2 separate regions of the Mus musculus genome follow, and region 1 is linked to region 2. Evidence: chromatin contacts called from public HiChIP or PLAC-seq data. All regions are on one chromosome and are shown on one strand. Each heading gives the region's core, a stretch centred on a gene start, on an enhancer-like site or on the middle of the called end of the contact. The rest is flanking DNA. Distances are from core to core; before and after follow the strand shown.

Region 1 (6,063 bases), core at 1,969-4,468, 280 kb before region 2:
ACAGAACCACTGGCCCCTTACCCAGGGAGCTTGCGTTCCACAGCAGAGGCAGCTCTTCAGAACAGACCAGATCGGAGCGTGCCTGTTAAGAGGCCACCCATGCTGGAGCCCTTCACCCATGTTCCTCTAAGTACCCACAGTAAAATTCATGGCTCACCAGATTGGACTTTGGTGGTATCCAAGCTTTGGTCTGTTATAGTATACCTATCTGGGGTGAATAGATATGTGTTCTGTCTCCTCAGGAAACGTTTTGTTATACACAATAAAATGGGATCTACAAATGGAGATTCAAGGCTGGACTTCTCCCTCCCTTCCCCTCTCCCTCTAAGCTGAGCATTGCCTGGAACAATATTGAGAAATCACGTGTTTCCGTCAGGTAGGCAGTCCTGTCACCAAATCCCAGCTCGCACCTGCTTCAGCGCACTTCCCAGGCCCCACACCTGCTCTGGACCCAGGCCTCTCTGACCCAGGGGCTGACCTGCTCCTCTGAAGTAGCATCTCCACCTTCAGCCCTCTGGAAGCCTTTCCTTCCCTGGGGCAGAGAGCACTGGAGCCTTAAAGATGTCAGGTTCAGTTCCCAGCGCTCACCCGGTAGCTCATAGCACGTGTGATTCCAGTTGTAAGGGATCAAATCCCCCCTTCTGACCTCCATGGGCACCAGGCACACATGTGGTGCACACACACACATGCAGGCAAAACATTCATATATCTTAAAAAGTAAGAAAGCCTTCCCTTGACTTCAAGAGTTGTCCCAGCCAGTCCTATTTCTGTTCCAGTCTTGCAGCCATTATCATAAAATCCTTAATTACATAAGACTTTGTGACTTCATCACATACCAGTGGATCTATGTAAGTAAATAAGGCAGCACAATAAAAACAAACTGAACCCACACGCGGGCCTAAGAGTGCCGGTGCTGTCAGTCTTGTTAATGATCTGCATGCTCGTACCTGCCCTTCTCACCCCCACGACTGAGAACACTGTAGCTACGTCTATCAGAAGCCAAGACGGACCTTAAAGGTGGCTGAAGAATAAAGGCCGGTAACACCCAGGACAACGATAATGGAGACATCACCTTGATTTTTTTTCCCCCAGGATCTCAAAGGCCATCCTGAACTTTTGACTCTCCTGTCTCGGCCTTGAAGTACTTAAGATTACAGGCAGGCACTACCACGTTCAGTTTCTCTGGTGCTGGGGCTAAGGTACCCTAGCAGGACATCTCTAAAATGCTAAAACTCAAGTTGGCTTTTATTCTATAGCCAGTGAAAATCAGTTTAAAAATGAAGGTGACATCAAGCACCTGGGAGCTGTAAAGCAGAGGGGCCTGGATCCTAGCAGGTCCCCAGCCATGGAAGCACTAAGGAAGCCCTCAGGCCCGGGGACTGCCCCAGCAAGAGCCCGGATGAGAGAGAAAGAAGCGCACAAGAAGAGCAAGTACTCGGGAAAATATCTAAGACCACTCTTTGCTAAAATTCTTCAAAGCAAGGCCACTGTGTGTGTGTACATGGTTTGGTTCATCTGTCTGTGTGCCAGAGGCCGATGCAGGGAGGCTCTGCCTTATCTGTTCAGCCAGAGCTGTTCCCCGAGCTCGCATTTTTGTTTGGTTGGCCTGTGACCTCCTAGGATCCCTTCCTTCTACGTGGTGCGGAGGATCTCAACTCAGGTCAGGCTTGTCACAGGCCCTTTTCCATGGAGGCCATTTTTAAGACTTTCAGAGACTTTAAAGTTTGATGTGATTCTGTAATTTTCATAAATCTAAAGTAAATGTAAGACACTCAAAGTTCTGATAACCCATGGAAAATTATTTCAGTGCTTTAAAATTTTAATTTGAAAAAAAAAAATGTTTCTCTGAACTTTGGATGCCTGTCACTAGTGTCAAACTGTACACAGAGCTGTTAAAAAACGGTGGTGTTTATTTGGGACTAAGCAGGAAGCACTGTAGTGTGAATACGTGTGCCAAGGGAACCACGGCACCCAGAGTGGCTTTCCCATAATGGCAGTGCCACTAGCAATTCCATAAGTTCAGGCTGGACACTGACCTGGGAACGAGAAGGATTGCTAGTGGATAAACAAGTGTAAAGTCGGCATTCCTCGGAAATGTGGGAAGTGGGCTTCTGTCAGGAAAAGCCATTCCTTTTCCTTATGTGCCCCTATAGCCTCCAACTCCCAGGCTTTGGGCATCTAGTTCCCTATTAACACACACCTGTAACACATATCAAAGTCACCCCCCCCCCACAGCTCCCGGGCTCTTCTGCATAGCAGTACCCCTTTGCCCCCCGCTATTCCAGCTTCCATGCTTCCTCCCTTTGCAAACCTCTTTAAAACTGGCAAGCCTTTCCTTGTCTTTGCTATTCTAGTCTCTGTCCCACAAGAGATAGCCTTGGCAGTCTGAGTAAATATGTCTATCCACAGAGTGGTCTTATTTGTGGTCTCACTGTACCCTTGCTCACAGGGAGCATCTAAAGGCAACAAAGAAGACATATTCATTCAAAACAATCCTGGCTCCAAGGACTAATAACAAAAGGGTGTCTGTCTAAGGACTAACGTTAAGGGTGGACCCAGTCCAGTGCTGACTGGACAGTGCTGGGCAGATATCCTCACACAAGTCTGTGTGAGGCTGCACTTCAAGGTATCCATTTGTGGGAGTTCTTGATAACAGGTGCTCATGCGCAAATTCCCCTTCTTTAAAAATTTCTACTTTATCATTAACATTGCCGGAGCAAGACATGGCAACTCCACTTTGGTAAGTTTCACACTAGTGCTTAACCACACAGGCAATCTAACCAGCACCAGCAGGCTTCCAGCCAAAATCTGTCTCCTGGGGTTTCTTGGCCTGGAACCTCCCAGTGCTGAAACTGGGAAAACTGTGATGACACTGGCTCTCCTAACTGGGACCCAGACTGAAGTCCTAAGGACAGAAGTGGCCCCAAGGGCAGCTGTGCTATGGGCAAGCCAAGGAAAGGCAAGAACTGCATAAAGCTCATCTTCCTGAAACGCAGGGTGCCCTTTAAGGGAAGGGAGATTTTCATCTCTTCCTTTTCCCATCCCACACTGTGTCTAGAAAAGACCAAGACAGTCTGTCCCTGGGGGAGGAACCACGTCACAAAGGCACAAATACAGAAACAGGAACATCGTTTTGGCTGGCAGTTTTGTCTCAGTGGCTTATGGAACTCTTCCTGAGGAGCATGACTCGCTGACCCTTCACCCACTTGGCTGGCCCAGAGGGTGGCAGGGCGATGGACTCAACTGTGCCTACTTAATTCTCACCCTCACCCGTTAACCACCCATTATTAGCTCGGCATTACTTAGAACAAAACTGAGACTCAGTAAGGTCAAGCCACAGGCCTAAGATCCTTTGCTTACTCACTAGCAGGCCCAGTGTTTAGTTCCATGGATGCTGTATTTCAAGCTCATGCTCAGTGCCCGGGCACAGCCCCCAAAGCCTAGTGCAAATGTCTTAGCCATGTGTGTGCCCTGTCAGAAGAGGTAAGAGGACAGAGGTGAAGCAGAGGCGGAATAAGACCACGACAGGATCCCTGAGGGAGCAGCATCTCTGCCTCTGGAAGCAATCTAGGGAGACAGGTAGGACCTCAGATCAAACTATCCTCCAAACATGTTTTGGAAACACACTGGGGAGGCTGGAGAGGGGGTTAGAAAGCCAGTGAATGGTTCAGACGTCTCAAGGCTTCTCTTGAGAACCATCAGAAGGCCCAGGGCAGGAGTTTTATGACACCTGGAGGCCCAGTCTCATAAGTAAAGCAAAGCAAAACAACACACACACACACACACACACACACACACACACACACACACACACACACACACACACACACGAGTGAGCGAACTCTTAACTCCCTGAGGGTCTTCATGTGTAGATACACTAATGCCTTGAGGATGTGAACAGGAAGCTCTGAGCCTCAGTTGCTCTGAGCCTGCATAGTTGTGGTTTCAAAATTGTGTTTCCCCAAAAGTCTCATGTGCTGGAGGTTGGAGTCCCTTGCTGGTAGCACGATTTTGGTAGATTCTGAAAGTTTCAGGAGGAGGGGCCTGGCTTGAGGGAGTAAATGAGCCTTGGGTTACATTCAGCTCACTGGTCCTTCCCTGTTTACCTGTTTCTGACTGCTGTAAGGTGGGCAGCTTCCAACACATCTGTGCAGCCAAGGACTACGGACTCTACAGACTACAATCTCTGAAGTAAGCCTTTTCCCCTTTAAGCTGCTTCTGTCTGGTAGCCTGCCACAGCGCCAACTCAGACATACCCATTTACTGTATGGAGACAATCACCTGGCTATCCCATCCAGTTGCTCGGAGTTAAAACAGTCTGTGTACGGTACTTAGAATAATGTCTAAGTGAAGGAAGCATTGAACAGGAGCAATCAACAGTGAACAGCAAACACATTTTGTTTATAATCTATATTTGTCTCTGAAAAAAGGTTTTGAGAGCTCTGAGACGCCCGCTCTGTCACCTACACACCAGTCCCCGGCTCCTTTCTCTACACTAGTGATGCTCTCTTTCATTTAAACGTGGCACTCTACATATTTGTTCTAAATTAGGTCATGCCTTCCCCAGAGGGCATCCAATGAGGTAAAGCATTCAAGTGACCCTGAGGACATGGCAATGTAGCCTGGGGTAGGGTCACCAGTATGGCTGGAACTTGAACAGCTAGCTCCTTCTCTCTTTAAAGAAGGATGAGCTCGCATAGTCATGGTCCCCTAGGGATGCACCTCTTATCTGTGGTGTCCTCTGCTGTGGGTCCCTGCTTGCTTGGCTGTGGACTCTTGCTCCTATGCTTCTGTGTTGCTTTCCCTTCCATGCCAGTCTTAGCTGACAAGGCTCTGGCTGTCCTCATGTTGTCCGGGCTCCTTGCCCAGTGAGGGACCCACAGGATATTTTCCAGGCAAGCATAAAGGGTAACCACTAGAGCATCTTCTCCAGGGATTGCCCAGAGCAGCCTTTGTGCTGCATGCTTTTAGGGAAGAGATGCTGATGTACGAAGGAGACCAGTGGCTGCTCTTACCTGGTCAGTTGTGGCTGCTGGTGGCAAACCTGGAGAGTGTGAGATCATGCGGAGAGAGGCCTCCAGTTGTTGGGGAGGCAAAAAGAAGTTGGGCACCACAACAGGTTCTGGGCTGCAATGGTAGTTAAGGAATAAAATACCTAGAAGTCTACTCTCCTACCAGACCAACACCCCAGGGACCACAGTCATACCATCTGTGTCTCCCTCATCCTACTTCCCACATCCATGAATCCCTGGCACAAGTGGTTCCTCCTGGTTCCTCCCTCACTGGAAGACCCTGCCCACTTCTAACCCATCTTTCCTCCTTCCTTTCCCTCTCTTTCTTTAGTCTCTACTGTAATGAGTTCAACATCCCAACCTCCTCCAGGAAGACTTTTCCTATCTTAGTCACACGGTCCCCCTTTCTTTAATTCTGAAAGTAGTCTGTGACACAGGAGAATGTTCAATTATTAAAACATTTTTTTCAAATTATCATTTTCTGTGTATGGGTGTTTTCTCTGTATGTATGTCTGGGTAGCACATGAATGCCTGGTGCTCAAGGAGGCTGGAAGAGGGCATCAGATTTCCTAGAACTGGAGTTACAAGCAACTGTGAGCCAATATGTGAGTGCTATGAATTGAACCCGCTCTTCTGGAACAGCAGTCTGCTCTTAACCACTGAGCCACCTCTCCAGTCCCTCAATTATTTAGTTTCATAAGACTTTCACATCTCCTTCAACATTCTTCAAATTTCTCAATAGCATTTTGCTTCAGTTACCCCAGTACCTGCCTAGAGCTTGCAGGAGGCAGAAGGTAGCAAGGGTTGAACACTGGCTGAGGGCTTGCTGGATAGTGATGATGTACAGACACAGGGAGGGTGGGCAATGCCTTGACCATGGAGGTGACTGGTACTAGGAAGACCGGTTTACTGGCTGTTCTCTGATCATAGTAAAAATCCAGAACTGGTGGGGGGAGAGCGGGGAGTATAGCTGGTTTGTCTGATCTGCACATGAGATCTATAAGGTCTAGGCTATAGCTCTGACTTCGCTACCCTGGCAAGTGGCTGCAGG
Region 2 (5,957 bases), core at 443-2,942:
AATTCTGAGTCTCCTTTGGAAACCCAGACACTTCCCACATCTGATCTGAGCCCGTTTATCCAAAGGGCAAACATTCTTGGCCCCCAGAGAACGGTAAATGGTTTTGCAATGCTCTTCCCTGTGTACCTACCAAAGGTGTGGCCATCCACACCCACAGAAGGCACACAGATAGCCCAAGTCTCAGCCTGTGATCTCGCCTTTCAAGAGTACCTTTCATGATCCTAGTTCTGCCTATGTGACCTTGAATGCTTTTCCTCTGAACCATATCTGTAAGACGGAGGTAATTACCAGTGCCCAGCTCACCTCGTGAGAACTGGGGGAGACAATAGGCGGAGCAGGCATGAGAAAGTTACTGGGAACCCTGCTCACATTGTTCCCATAGCCATCCATGGCTCAGCTCACCTCTGAGAGCAGTCATCCCAAGTGCCTACCTTCTGCTGTGCCCTCTCACAGCCCACAGCCACCAAGGGTCGCCCACCTCCTTTGTGTCCCACCCTTTCTGATGAATCCTGCAGGTCCTTGCCATTTACAAGTGCCTTCCCTGCCCCTACTTGGCCAGTCTGTGTAGCCAAGCATAGGATGGAGGTTCTTGGTCTTGCCTGCCTCCCTCTTAGAAGGTACTTCAAGCTCCCCTGCGTTACAGATAGAAAACATGCCCTGAGGAATTTGAACTGAAGAAAGTTGCTAGTCGGTTTTCATCTTCCGGGAGTCAACAGACTTTAAAGGCAGTTTTTAATGCCTCCAGTTATCGCACCCCTCCATTTGCAATTTACAGAGTGGCTGGAGCCAGAGAGAATGAGTTTATTCGATATCTGTACGTGAAATAAGAGTCCTGGGCTAGGAGTGAGGAAACACTGGTTCTAATTCAATATGGTCCCTGGTGATAAGATTATCCTGGGTCCTCAGTTTCCTCCCATGCAAATTAATAAAGAGAAGGAGGCAGAGATTAGGACTTTGCTTCCCGGGGCTCTAACACACTGGCTGAGACACCTCCCAAACATTCCCCTTTGCCCTAATTGGATTACATGGGGGCAACTGGAGCAGGAGACCCATTTTACAGGAGGTGACCTAAGAAAGCATAAGGCACAAAGCCATGGTTGACCTGCATCAATTTACACTACCTGAAAACTAGAACCCAAGACTCCTGACTTTCAACCTAGAATTGCTACTAACAGCGGAAGATGCTTCAGCCCGTCCCGGGATTTCGGAGGATCTGATCGCCGAGGGCTGGTCACAGTGGAGTAGAATGGGTAGGGCAGTTCTGCAGAGCCCGCAGCTTTGGTAGAGCAAGACTGACTCCTGGAATGTTATTTCCGTGAGTGTCCCGCTGCAGACCTGTGAGTGTCCTCTTATCGGTAGGAGAGGAGGAGCCTTTGCTGCCTGGAGGAAAGCCTGGGAGAGCGCCTTCGGACCACACACGACTTTCCATGCGCAGCGAAACTCTCTAATCCCTATAGTTCCTGGGAATACCTGCTTTTCTCACTAAGGAAGATCCACTCTGTGTTTTAGCAGCACCCCACGTCGGGTCCCCCCTCTGAAGGAAAACACCGAAACCCTGCACGTCTTGCCCGGACTATGGATAGCTTTTCCAACCCTGTAGCGCCTTACCCGCCTCTACGATCTGTCTCCGGTGAACACTGCAATAATGCCCAGATGCGCTCAGTGCTCTCAGATCTCTGCACGCCTACTGGCTCTGGCTCCCTTTTCCTTCCCAGGGTGTCCCTCCTCTGGCCCCGCCCTGCCTTAGCACTCCAGCTTCAGCGTTGGCTGTCTTGGGGCGCCTCCGCCCAGCTCCTTAGCCTTAACCGGGTGCGGTTGCGGGGAACCACCTGCTTCCTGGATCCCAGACAGAATTTTTCTCGTCTGTGTCTCCTTTAAGTCTCAGCCAACCTAGCGAAAAGCTGATTTCCAAACACCCAGACCAAGCGCTAGGTTTTGGTGGAGTCGGGCTTGGTACCTGTGTAGCTGTGTGGCACTGGGCAGCTCCTCTCTGGGGCCTTGGTTTCCTGTCTATGGGTACCACCATTCCTGCACTCGCTCTTCACAGGGTTACGGTAAGATTAGAAGTGTTTTCAGAATCCAAAATACTAAAACCGGAATAGCCAAAGAAAACATCTGATTCTAAGACATACCCTGTTTTCAGTTTGCAGACGCCCAAATTGGGGAGGTGATTCTACACTCAGCAAGCAAGTCAGCGCAGAGCTCGGTCAGAGCTTGGTCTCAGAATCCACGTACTCTAGCAGGCATCTCCCCCCTCAGTAGTCTGTGTCACATGCCCGGTCTCAACTTGTATCCACTCACTTCTTAACTGGTGTCTGTCCCAGAACACTTGTTTTCCAGCCACTGGGTCCACATCCAAATTGTTTCTGATGATATTAAAAATTGTTTCTGTTGATATAGAAGAGACGCTGATAAGTGTCATTTTCCTGTTGATGACAGAAATAGGGATCTGCCTCTCAGGGACTCTGTAGCAACCACTTATCCAAGCTCTCTTCACTAGCGGAGGTCACACAACGAACACACTCAGATGAGCTCCCTCACAATTCTCGCAAAGATCTACTGCAGTATTTCCAAGGTGAGTAATTTCCATCACAGAATATTAGGATATGATTACCTAATACGTGCTTAGGGAAAAACAAGATTGCCACGTGGTGGGCTTTTTGTGCATAATTGCTAATCTCCTTCAGAACACATCCTTGTTGTGTTGTTTCTGTGTGGCAGGTTTCTATCCAGCCGTTCCTCCCTAAGCTGGACACCACCTCTGAGAGCCGTCATCCCGATTACCCCAGTATGCGCTGCTCCAGTCTGCACACCGAGGGCGGTGGGCTCCTCCTGGGAGGTTTGGATTCAAAAGACCCAGAGTGGGGCCCAGAAATCAGCATTCAGAGTTTTGCCTCTGTAGATGTCTGTGCACCGCTTACATGCCAGGTGCCCTCAAGGCCAGTCTTAAGCACCATTGGGAGACTGGGAATCTCGTTTCTCTTTTCTTTTTTTCTTTGTTTGTTTATGTGATTTTTGAGACAGGGTTTCTCTGTATAGCCCTGGCTGTTCTGAAACTCACTCTGTAGACCCAGCTAGCCTCAAACTCCCAGAGCTCTGCCTACCTCTGCCTGCTCAGCACTGGGATTAAAGATGTGCCCTGCCTCCCCCTGACAAAACTCCTAGGCACACAACAAACAAGAACAATGACAAAACTCAACAGGGGTAGAGTGATGGTTCAGCAGCTAAGAGCACCTGCTGCGTTTGCGGGGGACCCTGTTAGGTTTCCAGTACCCATCTAGGATCTCACAACCATCTGTGACTCCAGTTTTAGGGGATCTAATGCCCTCTCCTGACCTCCACTGGTAGCAGGCACACATGTGGGGTAATAGGCCATACAGCTGGGCAAAATAATCATAGACATTAAATAAAACAATTAAATCTGAAAAAAAATTAAAACTAGCCTTGTCAGGTGGTGGTGACCCACTCAGGAGGCAGAAGTAGGCAGATCTCTGAGTTCAAGACCAACCTGTTCTACAGAGGGAGTTCCAGGACAGGCAAGGCTATATAGAAAAACCTGAGAGAGAGAGAGAGAGAGAGAGAGAGACTTGCCTTGGTTCAGTCAAGGTCCTCCCTCTTTTCCTAGTTTGGGAAGAACTTTGCATTCTTGACATAGGGGAGCAACAACTGTCCCTGTCAGGAGTGCTCTGAGGACACAGACGATCTGTTCCAATAATGCTTTAGAATCAGAAACTCTGATTCATACCACCTTAGAGTTCTAGAATCATTCGGCACAGAACCTAAGCAAGAAGGACTTACAGCTCTCTGGTCAGTTCCCCTCCAGGCGAATCCTCTGTAGTTCACGTTGCCACAAGGCTGTCCAGCTTCACCAATGACATGGTGGAAGCTCATTGTCTCAAAAACAGGAAGTGGCCCCTGTTGTCAGGACATCTATCTTCACATCTCAACTGCCTCCTTCTGCCCTTCAGTCTCTGCTCCCACTGGGAACATGAACCATTAACCTAATCTTTCCTTTAGAGAGGGCAACTGACCAAGGAGCCATTGGAAAATGGTCTGGGTGGTCTCATATCCTCCAGCTGGGCTCTGGGTGGCTTCATGTCCCCCAGCTGGGCTCTGGGTGGCCTCATGTCCCCCAGCTGGGCTTTGCAGGCTTCCAATGAGGCTGGACAGAATGATGTGTGCACCAGGCAGTGGGGATGTGTGCAGTAAAGGCATTGCTCCTTTGAGAAGAAAGGGGGCAGAGTGTCCCTGAGGAACTAAGATGGGGAGTGTGAAGGGGAGGAGTGGAGATGGAGACTGGGATGTGCTGACTTGGGCTAGGGGAAGAGACTCAACCTAGAGATATAGACAAATGTATGTATAGATAAGACTCACCTTCAAGTCTTAGCTTCAATGCCCACTTCTTGTGGAGTCCTCTCTTAACCACTCTATTCCTTCTCTTACTCCCTAAACCCCTCCAGTTTTGCTTGTCAATAGCACTTTCTGTCATGTGGGTTTCTGGCTTTGAACTTGGGTGATCTGGTGTGAACTTTGATCTGGTGTGGGGGACCTTACCTGCTGAGCTGTCTCACTGGCTCTCTTGTTTTGATTTTCTAGGCTGTTGCTAGTGTTCCAACTATATCCTCAGCTGAGGCTCCATCTCCCCACTGAATCCCCATTCCCCTTTCCCATTCCCATGAGGCCTAAGGGTGGCAATAAGCCCAAGTGTTTTAAGTCCCAGGATACTTTAACACACCCACCCACCAGTCGCACCATGGTTGCTTACTCCCTTGGCCATCTCTGAACAGACCCTTCCCCATTACTGGTATTACATATGACTGCTTCCAAGGCCCATTTTGGTGATTGTATGGTACTTCCCTTTTAACACAGCACTTTCTGTTCTGGGTATGATTAATTTGCTCACTCTAGTTGTCAACTCCAAGCCTGGCACAGAAGTCTTTGAGTGTACCAAGCCATTCCCAGAACCAATCCTAGCACAGCAGAGACTGTATGATGAATTTGTTGAATGAATAAGTGATTGATTGGATGATATTGAACAATAGTTACGGACATGGAAATCATTTGGCATTGTGTTCTCAAGGAAAGCTCTCCAAGACGGAACCTAAGAATGCTTGGCAGGACAGCAGGGAGCTTTTCAACCTTTAGGCTAAATCCTCCAAGCATCAGGTCCCCAGATCTAACATCCCACTCATCTCTAAGTGACATGCTGAGACTGGAACCCTAGCTCCCTCTGCTCCCCAAGTCTCTGCCTCTCAATAAAGACACCATTATCCACCCAGGTCTCTTTTCTTCATAGATCTCAATCCAGCTTTCAGTTTATCTGTGCTCATTTGGGGTGCCTTCCCCATTAGACTGTAAGCTCTGAGAGCAGACTCCAGATGTGTGCTTTTCCCAGTTTTCCCAGCATGGCTAGTACATGGGAGGGAAGGCTGCGGAGGGGGGATCATCAATGGGGTCTATCAACAGCTGAGAGGCCTGCGCTTTGCCAGGAGAAATAATGAATTGGAGGAGATTTGGTGACTGCATCAAGTTTTGATACTCACTCCTTGTCAATCTTGAATTAACCCTTGGACCTGCCTCTGACTACAGTCAACCCTGTGTCTGTGGAGGACTGGCTCCCATTACTCTGAACACCACAAACCAAGAATTCTCAAGTCTTTTGTATGAAAATAGTGTAGCATTTGTATATAGTCTGTGCACATCCTCCTACATACTTTAAATCATCTATAGATAAGTTACAATACATAATACAACATAAGTGTTATGTAAAGAGTCCTTGTACTGTATTATTTAGGGAAAAATGACCAAAAAACATTTTGTGTATTGCCGGGACAAACCTGAGATGTAGCTCAGTTGGTAGAGTGCTCATAGAGCATGCCCAGTCTCTGGGTTCAATCCGCAGCAGCACATAAGCTGGACACAGCACCACTTACCTATCATCCCAGCACTAAAAGCTA

The links. HiChIP or PLAC-seq counts read pairs in DNA pulled down with a chosen protein or histone mark.
Region 1: a contact with region 2 is called in an H3K4me3 HiChIP or PLAC-seq map of bone marrow-derived macrophages, with 4 times the contacts expected there. The contact joins the enhancer-like site here to the promoter of Kcne3 in region 2. A contact is called at or near these places in 5 of 39 promoter capture datasets (3T3-L1-derived adipocytes, embryonic stem cells, liver and 2 more), 1 of 115 datasets of contacts at active chromatin or transcription factors (bone marrow-derived macrophages) and 1 of 9 other capture datasets (liver).

Annotation. Positions count from the first base shown.
Region 1 is chr7:100,458,841-100,464,903 of GRCm38.p6, reverse strand. C2cd3 (C2 calcium-dependent domain containing 3) reads right to left here. Exons shown (of 33, transcript NM_001017985.3): 32 at 5,016-5,127. It overlaps Gm10603 (a long non-coding RNA gene), which reads left to right. Exons shown (of 2, transcript XR_001778233.2): 1 at 1-376; 2 at 1,093-5,486. Among named protein-coding and RNA genes, the nearest start is that of Gm10603, 7.5 kb to the left of the region's middle. Within about 2 kb of position 3,218, at least 120 of the 459 cell types and tissues checked have an H3K27ac peak or open chromatin away from gene starts, as enhancers often do. A contact at or near this core is called in 3T3-L1-derived adipocytes, bone marrow-derived macrophages, liver and 1 more, where this site is marked.
Region 2 is chr7:100,174,418-100,180,374 of GRCm38.p6, reverse strand. Kcne3 (potassium voltage-gated channel, Isk-related subfamily, gene 3) reads right to left here and starts at 1,692. Exons shown (of 4, transcript NM_001360467.1): 1 at 1,609-1,692. It overlaps Gm51453 (a long non-coding RNA gene), which reads left to right and starts at 1,684. Exons shown (of 3, transcript XR_003946660.1): 1 at 1,684-2,054; 2 at 2,144-2,575; 3 at 2,722-2,991. It overlaps Gm34821 (predicted gene, 34821), which reads left to right and starts at 3,705. Exons shown (of 4, transcript NR_169134.1): 1 at 3,705-3,807.